Regions from separate parts of the Pan troglodytes genome. Here region 2 is linked to region 1. A link is a contact called in public Hi-C data. All regions are on one chromosome and are shown on one strand. The core of a region is the stretch at or near the end of the contact, and the rest is flanking DNA. Distances in the headings are between cores, read along the strand shown.

The links. Hi-C and Micro-C count contacts between places; a contact is called where the count stands out from the background.
Region 2: a contact with region 1 is called in a Hi-C map of induced pluripotent stem cells, with 4 times the contacts expected there. The contact joins the promoter of LOC104001423 here to the enhancer-like site in region 1. A contact is called at or near these places in 5 of 7 Hi-C or Micro-C datasets (blood, induced pluripotent stem cells, a lymphoblastoid cell line and 1 more) and 1 of 1 other capture datasets (stem cell-derived neural stem cells).

Annotation. Positions count from the first base shown.
Region 1 is chr10:10,309,332-10,313,518 of NHGRI_mPanTro3-v2.0_pri, reverse strand. All of the region lies in intron 1 of TSPAN9 (tetraspanin 9), which reads right to left. Among named protein-coding and RNA genes, the nearest start is that of TSPAN9, 59 kb to the right of the region's middle. Within about 2 kb of position 1,703, at least 6 of the 24 cell types and tissues checked have an H3K27ac peak or open chromatin away from gene starts, as enhancers often do. A contact at or near this core is called in induced pluripotent stem cells and stem cell-derived neural stem cells, where this site is marked.
Region 2 is chr10:10,456,254-10,460,445 of NHGRI_mPanTro3-v2.0_pri, reverse strand. LOC104001423 reads right to left here and starts at 1,717. Exons shown (of 3, transcript XM_016924764.3): 1 at 1,540-1,717; 2 at 419-583. The coding sequence starts at 1,717. It overlaps TSPAN9 (tetraspanin 9), which reads right to left. Exons shown (of 8, transcript XM_016922800.4): 6 at 3,597-3,728; 7 at 3,106-3,189; 8 at 1-1,878. The coding sequence ends at 1,807.

The DNA of each region.
Region 1 (4,187 bases), core at 454-2,953:
GGCCAGATGTGGGTTCTGGGGAGGGGCTGGGGCACAGCGTGTAGGGAGGGTGGGGGAGCAGGCCCAGAGAAACCCTCCTCAGGGCGTCCACAGCCTGTAGCCCTGGGCTCTGAGCTGGGGAGCAGGGTGCAGCTTTCCGCCTGCCTGAAGAAGAACAGAGCAGGGGCTGAGGGGCGGAGAACAGGGTCCAGGACCCACCCTGCCCACAGGGCTTGGAACCTTCGGCCAGCAGTCAGACAAGGGCAGGGAAAGAAAGCCAAGCAAAGGGAAGGAGGTAGATGGGGCAAAACAAAGAAGAAACAGGGTAGCCCGGATGCGGTGGCTCACTGTGGGAGGCTAAGGTGGGCGAATCACTTGAGCCACGACTTTGAGACAAGCCTGGCCAAGATGACGAAACCCCATCTCTACAAAAATACAAAAAAGGAAAAAAAAGGCCCCCTTTTTTTTTTTGTATGGCGGATATGGTGGCACGTGCCTATAGTCCCAGACACCAAATACTTGGGAGTCTGAGGAGGGAGGATTACTTGAGCCCAGGAGGTGAAGGCTGCACATGACTACCCCACTGCACTCCTGCCTGGGTGACAGCACGAGGCCCTGTCTCAAAAAAAAGAAAAAAAGAAACAGGAGGAGAGAGCCCAGCGAGGAGACAGGACTGGGCAGAGCTGGGCACTGGGGCCTCTTCCCATCCCACCAATTCACCCTGGACTAGCCCCCTCCTCTAACCGACTCCGGGAGGTGGTGAATGACCCGCAGTGAGGAGACTGAGCTCACTCTCCTTCTCAGCTGGGCCCTGCACTTCCCAGCCAGCCCCAGGGCTCTCGTCTCCTCGGCACTAAGGAGATGCCTCATTCCTAACAGGTGTGCCAGCTACACCCGCCCCAGGCAGAGGGGCCAGCCCAGGGGTGGAAAAATCACACTACCAAACCCACGGGCAGAGTCCTCCATTCCAGAACGGGCACCGCTGGGCACTGCCCCCTCACCACCCATGGACGACAAATGCAGTCCTAGGCTCCTGAAGGGAGTGCTGAGGCCCAGAGAAGGCAAGGATGGTCCTGGGGTCACACAGCCAGTGAGGGGGACAGCGGGACCCAGACACCCGACTCCTCACATGACCTTCCTCGGAGGCTCAGAGCCAGCAGCAGCCCCTGTTTAAGGAAACAAAGCTGCCCCTCTCTTGAGCTTCAAGGGGCCTGGGATAGGACGAGGGAAGGAAGTCAAGCCCCTGAAGAGCTGCATGCAGAAATCCGTGTGACAAGAGGTGGAATTATTTCCCCTGGAAAAAAATAAAAAGCCCTCCCTTAGCAGACCCCAGGGGTACTGGGCTGTAGGCTGATGTAATAGAGAGAGGAGAGGCCAAGAGGAAAGGAATCCCCCTTCCCTCTCAGCAAACCTACTGCCAGGAGCACAACAGGGAGGACGCAGCTGGAGCAGGGGGTGGGGGAGATGAGCCAAGCAGGATGTTGGAGCCTGGGATAGAGCCCTCCTCCATCTGGCTGGAAAGCAGAAGCCTTTGAACTGCAACCCAGGGGGTAGCACTCCCTTGGGGCCCAAATCTGGGCCTGGCATGGATGTGGGGTGCCCACAGCAGAGTATGTATCTACAAGGGCTGTGTCAGCTGGAAAAACCCGCAGGATGTGAAGCCACATGGGAGGCAGGCAGCAGGAGGCGGGGCTCTGGGAAGGGCGAGGAGTCAGGACAGTGGCCTGGGCTCCAGGGGCAGGCACTTATGTGTTCCAGTGAGAGAGTGGTGAGGCCTGGGGCAGCCAGGAGAGCGTGGCCCAGGGAAACGTGGGCAGGGCCCAGCTGCGGGAGCTCCAGGGAAGCTGACATGCCCAAGTGGGCCCTGTCTCCACACCCCAGAGAGGGTGGGATGGGGGCGGAAGCCCAAGGCCTCAAGAACACCCATCCCAGAGAGGAGACGACAAGGAGCCCAGGAGCCATCCACTGCTGCCCCTTAGCTTGGAAGGTCCTGCCCCTGAGAAGGTCCAATTGGAAAGAGGGTCCCGGCCACAGTCCCCTGCCTCAGTTGATCCCAGAGTAGCAGTGGTAGCTCCACAGGCCAACTGGGATTCAGATCCCACCACAAGCACACGATGCCCTTCCAGACCCGAAGCCTTCACAGCAGGACTGGACGGAGCAGGGGTTCTGGCAGCTGGGACCACCTGGCGGCTCCACAGTGCACAGTGGGAACTGTTTCTCCAGCCCTGCCTTAGAGGGGGTCCCCAGCCAATGTGCCCCCCACCCCTGCCTCCAGCTGAGGGGTACACTACGGCGGGAGCAGATGGCTGCGGTCACCACCTCCTCATTCTCGCACTCTCTCCCTCCAGCTCCTGTTTACTTACTGGCTGGGCAGGAGCTTCAGCTTCCCACGGGCACCTGCACATGTGTTCCTCTTACAGAGGGTTTGGGAACAGAATAGATTTTCTGACAGTTGCCCTGACCTCAGGCATCTGAGGGCTCCTCTCCCTCCTTCCAACCCTACTCATGCAAACCCGCTTCACTACAAAAGGAGAGCCACCCCGACTCAGAATCTAATGACAGGGTTTGGTGTCCTGTCTTTGCAATGCTGGAGGCATCCTTCACTTCTCTGAGCCTCAACTTCCTCATCTGCAAAAAGGAGGATCCCCCAGAACCTGACACAGGGGCTTGGGGGAGACCAATGAGACAAGGCATTTGAGGAAGAGCCACGTGAACTGTAACACAAACTGTCGAGCCCCACGCAAAGGCTTAAGAATGCCCACGATGAGTGGTGCGTGACTCATCCCGGGACTCTGGAGCCAGCCTGCCTGCATTCAAGGCCCCGCTCAGCTGCACCTGATTAGGAGGGATTCAGGGCTGCCCCTCAAAGAGGAGGAAACCAATAAATGTAAGCAAAGGAGTCAGGGCATCCCTGGCTCACGAAGTGCTTCCTACATGTTTGCTGTTACTGCATGTCACTGCTGATGTGCAGCATGGCCCTTGCTCTTACGCTGTTGTCCCTCCCAGGCCAGGAGCACTGCTTCCCACCACCACAGTGCCCTCAATAACTGCACAGGTTACCAAGCCGGGGACTCCTCAGGGAGCAACAGGACTTTCCTCAGGGACACTGGGTCTCAGCTTCTGGACCCTTTAAGACACTGAAAACCCAGCCAGCACATGTGGCAAAGCTTTTCCTAATGGTGGGAACTCTACTAAAAGGGTATCTCCCAACCCTGGGACTACCTGAGCTGAGACAGCCACTTCTCAAGAATGTCACAGGAGAGTCGGACACAGGGTACGTCTGAGAGGGCTGCCTCGGCTTCATCCCAGCCTTTCCTCAGACCCATCCTGGAATCGGTGAGATGTGGGATTTGAGTCCCCATCAAGGGGCGATGGCTGATCCACCCAGACCAGAGGGCTTGACTTGAATACAATGGACCTGGGGGAGAAATTGATAGTTTCCTGCTGCCATCTAGTGGTCAACATCAGTAAGAACAGCAACAAGCCAGAAGGCCACCAAGCAAGCCTCAGGGCCACAGCCCCTCAACCCTGCAGGCCTGGACCAGGGCTGAATGATGAGCTGGCTGAGGCAGAACCTAGCAGGAAGCAGAGGGTGTAAGAAGGAGAAAACGTGTCAAAAACCCACAGAACACCAAAAGCCTGCTGCCTATCTTCCCAGGGATTAAGGAAGGAGTGTGCCTCACACACCCCCGTAACAAATAAAAACGTGGTGGCCGGGCACAGTGGCTCACTCCTGTAATCCCAGCACTTTGGGAGGCCAAGACAGGAGGATCACTTGATGCCAGGAGTTCCAGACCAGCCTGAGTAACACAGTGAGACCCCATCTTTACAAATCAAATTTAAAATTTAGCCAGGTGTGGTGGAGTGCATCAGTGGTACCAGCTACTCAGGAGGCCAAGGTGGGAGGATTGCTTGAGCACAGGAGGTTCGAGGCTGCAGTAAGCTCCGATCGTGACACTGCACTCTAGCTTGGGTGACAGAGCAAAACCCTGTCAATCAATCAATTAATAATGTTGCCCCAACTCTAAAGCAATGCAGTGCCTAGGCACTGAGAAGGAACAGGCAAACAAGATGCCAGCCCTGACTGCAGGCACCTCCGAGTGGTCTCTCCCCTACTCCCCCATGTCCTCCACAGCTAGCCAGCCCCTGCGTCCCCCATGTCCTCCACAGCTAGCCAGCCCCTGCGTCCCCCATGTCCTCCACAGCTA
Region 2 (4,192 bases), core at 468-2,967, 150 kb before region 1:
CGATTTGTGTGTTACTTAAGGTGAACAGAGGAGTGACTGGTGCTGGGTGGCCGTGTCTCAGCTCTTGGATCAGACAGGCAGGTGGAGGCTGGAGAAGAGACCTGGCCCCAGTGGGAAACCAGGGTGACAAGACAAACTGTATAGGAAAGGCAGCCGCCCACCAAGGTCCCACCTGATCAAGTGCAGCAGACGCTGGCTAGCGGGTGAGGTCCCCGTGCTCAGTCCCACGGATTCGCGACCTTTTTGAACGGCAAAACAGTAAGCCAGACCAGCTGCAGTTTGGAGGGGGCGCCCTGCTGCAGCTGAATCCCACTCCTGGCCTCACTCCCCAGCCCGTTTCTCTCCCAGGCCCAGCTCTGCACGTGCGTGACTCCAGCTGCTTTCTTCCCGTGGCTCCGGCAACAAGAGCCAGTCTGACCTCTCTTGGGTTTTCTGTATTTCTTCTCCTTGGGATCACAGATGATATAATCGCCACCCAACCCACTGCTGATGTCCATGGCCCCAGGGAAGGAGGCGAAGATCTTGGGACCCAGGTGGACGTGATTCCCTCCTTCCCAGCAGGGCAACCCACAGCTGAGCAAGGCTGGTGGGGAGGACCGTGGGTCCTCACCCCTGTGGGTCCCCTGCCACTGTCCCAGCACAGCAAAACCTAAGGACTGCTTCCCCTTCCAGAAGCAAGGGAGAAAGTGAGCAGCATCCGAACTAGAGAGGTATTTGTCTGACAGTTTCTAGCAGGAATGTCTGTGAAATAACTGGGGTGTGCAGAACCTGTTGTGGGAATACCCACATGGGGTGGAAGGGGAAGCCTCGAGTGCCAGCAGAGAGCGGGAGGAAGGAAGAATGAAAAAACCAACAACTGCTCATCAGTGAAAAGTCTAAGGACCCCTCTAGCTCTGCCACAGCACCGTGGGGCCCCCCTGCCCTGGCATTTCCAGCTCGATTGGTTAGCAAACGCCACCTCCCGTGCAGGGGCACCTCCAGCCTGCTTCACGCTCCACCCGCCTCTCCCAGGCTCCTGTCCTCAGACACCAGGCCTGGCAAGGTCCCGTGTCCTGTCCACGCCCCCTTCTTCCCACACGTTCTGAGGGCGCAGGCGCGCCCCATCCGAGAGCCTCCTGGGTGTCGCACGGTGGTCTGTCCTGATAGAGACTGGACAGATGTCCTCTCTTCCCACCCATCCCTCACCCTCAGGGGAAAAAAGTCAAACCATTAAAGAAATCAACACAGTAAAAAGTTACAAATCAGAAATCTAACCCTAAACTTATCTGAGAGATAATATTCCTGAATAATCATAGAGTAAAATAAAATAAAAAAGTTACATTGTAAGGTATAAAAAGCCTGGGCGAGATGCTCCAGGGGCCTTGCCCAGAGGCCGGCAGACCCCCGCCCCGCCAGGTGCCCCATGGTGGCACCCCCCGCTGGGGCGGTATCTCCACGGGGCGGGCACTCTGCTCCCCACCCCATGTGGGGACAAAGTGTCAGTGTGAGGAAGGGCAGGGGCAGAAGCCCATCAGTGCCGGGGGTTCCTCCTGAGCGCACCCCAGCCCACCCTGTCGTCTTTGGCAAATACGCATATGCAGATGCAGGAATCCAGGGGCCCCGAGCCCCAGGTCTCCGTGTGCCTCCTCCTCCCTGGCACTCCACCCACTGAGAAGTCCGAGGCTGAGGCAGGGTAGGTGGGGTAGGGCAGGCTGTGGGGGGTGGGTGCAGGGGTCATATCTGGAGAGCGCAGGCAGGCGACACAAGGCTCAATCCTCTTCCCTCCACAGGGCAGCAGGGCGGGGTGGGCACTCCCGGCCAGCCCGCTCATGCGTCGTACTTCTTACCAGTCCGGTGGATGTGCTGGAAGAGGGTCATGGAGAAGGCCATGCCCAGGATCTGAAAGACACGGGGAGGGGCCTGAGGCAGGAGCTGCAGCAGCCTGGACCTGACCTCAGCCCCGAGAGGCTTGGGATGTCACAGGGCACCTAGAGCAAGCGGGGATGGCCACTGGTGTGCCAGGAAAATGCTTATGGAATGAAGACATGAAGAAAACCGTGAACAGAGGTCACCCTGGAGACACACACAGGTGAACTCTGGCTCAGCCTCGTAGGGCTGTTAGACCAGAAGCCATCGAACCTCTGCGGGATGCACACGCGTGCCTACTCAGAGGGGCGCGGCAGGCACGGAATGCACGGAGGACCTGGCTCTACGTGGGGGCTCACAGGAGCCAAGGTGGGGAGTGGGAGGTGGCAGGGATCATTCAGGACTCAGGCCAGCCGGGCACGGTGGCACTTTAGGAGGCCAAGGTGGGAGGATGGCTTGAGATCGGCCTGGGCAATAGAGGGAGACTCCATCTGTTTTTGAAAAAAAGTTGTAAATCATTCAGGTATGGTGGTGTATATGCCTGTAGTCCCAGCTACTTGAGAGGCTGAAGTGGGACGACAGCTTAAGCCCAGGAGTTTGTGGCTGCAGCGAGCTATGACGGCGCCACCGCACTCCAGCCTGAGCAACAAAGTGAGACCCTGTCTCTTAAAAAAAGAAAAATAAAGGACTCCTGTCAAGCCTCTCTTGTCTGCTTGTGGAATACATGGTGCGATGTCTTGGCAGCAGCAGGGCTGTCTTTCCAGTGATGTGTGGTCAGGACCATGTCACTACTTGTTTGTGTCCCTTCCCTCCTGAATCCTCAAAGGAGCTGGGGACCCAGAGGAGTGCAGAAGGCAGAAGGAAGCCCGGTGTGGTCTCACGGTCACCACAGAGAGTGTGCCATGTGCACAGGCTGTAAAGATGGTGACCGGGGGACACTGTGTGTGTCTTGCATGGCTCTCTGAGCTCAAGGTTTGGGCAGAACTGGGGGAACCCACGGGGGTTGACTCCAGCTTCAATATCCCAGCCTGGGCCTGGCCACAGGCAGCCCTGAGCACCACTTTCAGTGCTGAGTAGACACGTGCTCTCACATCAGAGCTCTGCGGAAACGGTGGCAGGCACAGCTGCTAAGCTTGAATAGCTGTGATGAATTCCAGACCCTCCGCCGTGTACCAACACTGCTTTCACTTCTCTGTGCTTCCTTCCCTCTGCGGCTGAGGCCAGCAGGGTGGGCGAGGCTGCTGGGGACGCCCCTCTTACCTGCATGATGAGGATGCACATCCCCACCGTGCCCAGCACGTGCTTATTGTCATCGAACCACATCTTCAGCTTTTCATAGCAGCCCTGGGGAGCGAGGCCCACGAGGTTAGGGTCCCAGCCCAAGCACGCGCTCCCTGCAGCCCAGCCCCCACCTCACTCTCTCCTTCCACCTCGTCCTCGCTCTTACCTCCCAGCCCTCCCTGGCCTCAGCCCTGTCCCCCTCCCTTGGCGCAGCCTCCGCCCCACCCGCAAGGCCAGCTGCAGAGCCTCAGACCCCATTCAACCCCTCACCCTCTGACTCTCCCAACTGTGGGTCCAGCCCCACCCCCCATTTTCCACCTGTCTTTTGGCTTTATTTTTGTGAGCCCCCGCCCCACCCCACATTCAGCCAACCTCTTAGTGTCCCGGGCCCAGCCTCCCCTATAGGGCTCCCCGTGCCGGGGCATCCACACACGGGCTCTTGGACCCAAGCAGTCCATCCCCAGCCTCACCGTTCTCCACAAAGGCGTGGTGGCATTGCGCCCGCAGCCCTGGGAGTTCTCCATGCAGCAGCGGTCGGGAACCGTGTTCTCCCCCAGCACTGGGTACCAGTCTGTGTAGTCAGTGACACCACAGCATCGCATCTGGCCGGCAGGAATGGAAGGGGCGGTCAGACATGCCATGGCCCGCCCCTTCCTCCCCAGGGCCTTCCCCTGCCCAGGCCAACCCCAGTCCCCGCAAAAGTGGCCACCCTGCAGTTAAGGGAGGAGACAAAGGGCTTGCTTCTTGTCCCTTCTTTGGGCTTCAGCCGGGCCCACTGGAGAAGTGAGCGAGCACTCCTTCCTGGAGACCAGAGCCGGAGAGGGCAATGCAGCCCACCCCTCGGGCTGGGCCCCTGGGCTCAGCCCTGTGCTTGCCCACCAGCACCTCTGCTCTTTCTGTAAACCGTCCCAAGCTGACTGCCACCCAACCCCCTGCCGGCCCCTCCCCAGGGCTTAAAATGGGAGCATCTGGGACTATGGACTTGTTCTCCTCCTAGAGCCAGGGCCTCCTCACCTAAGCCAAGCCCCATCATGGAGGCAAATCTGTTGCTAAAATAAATTCAGTC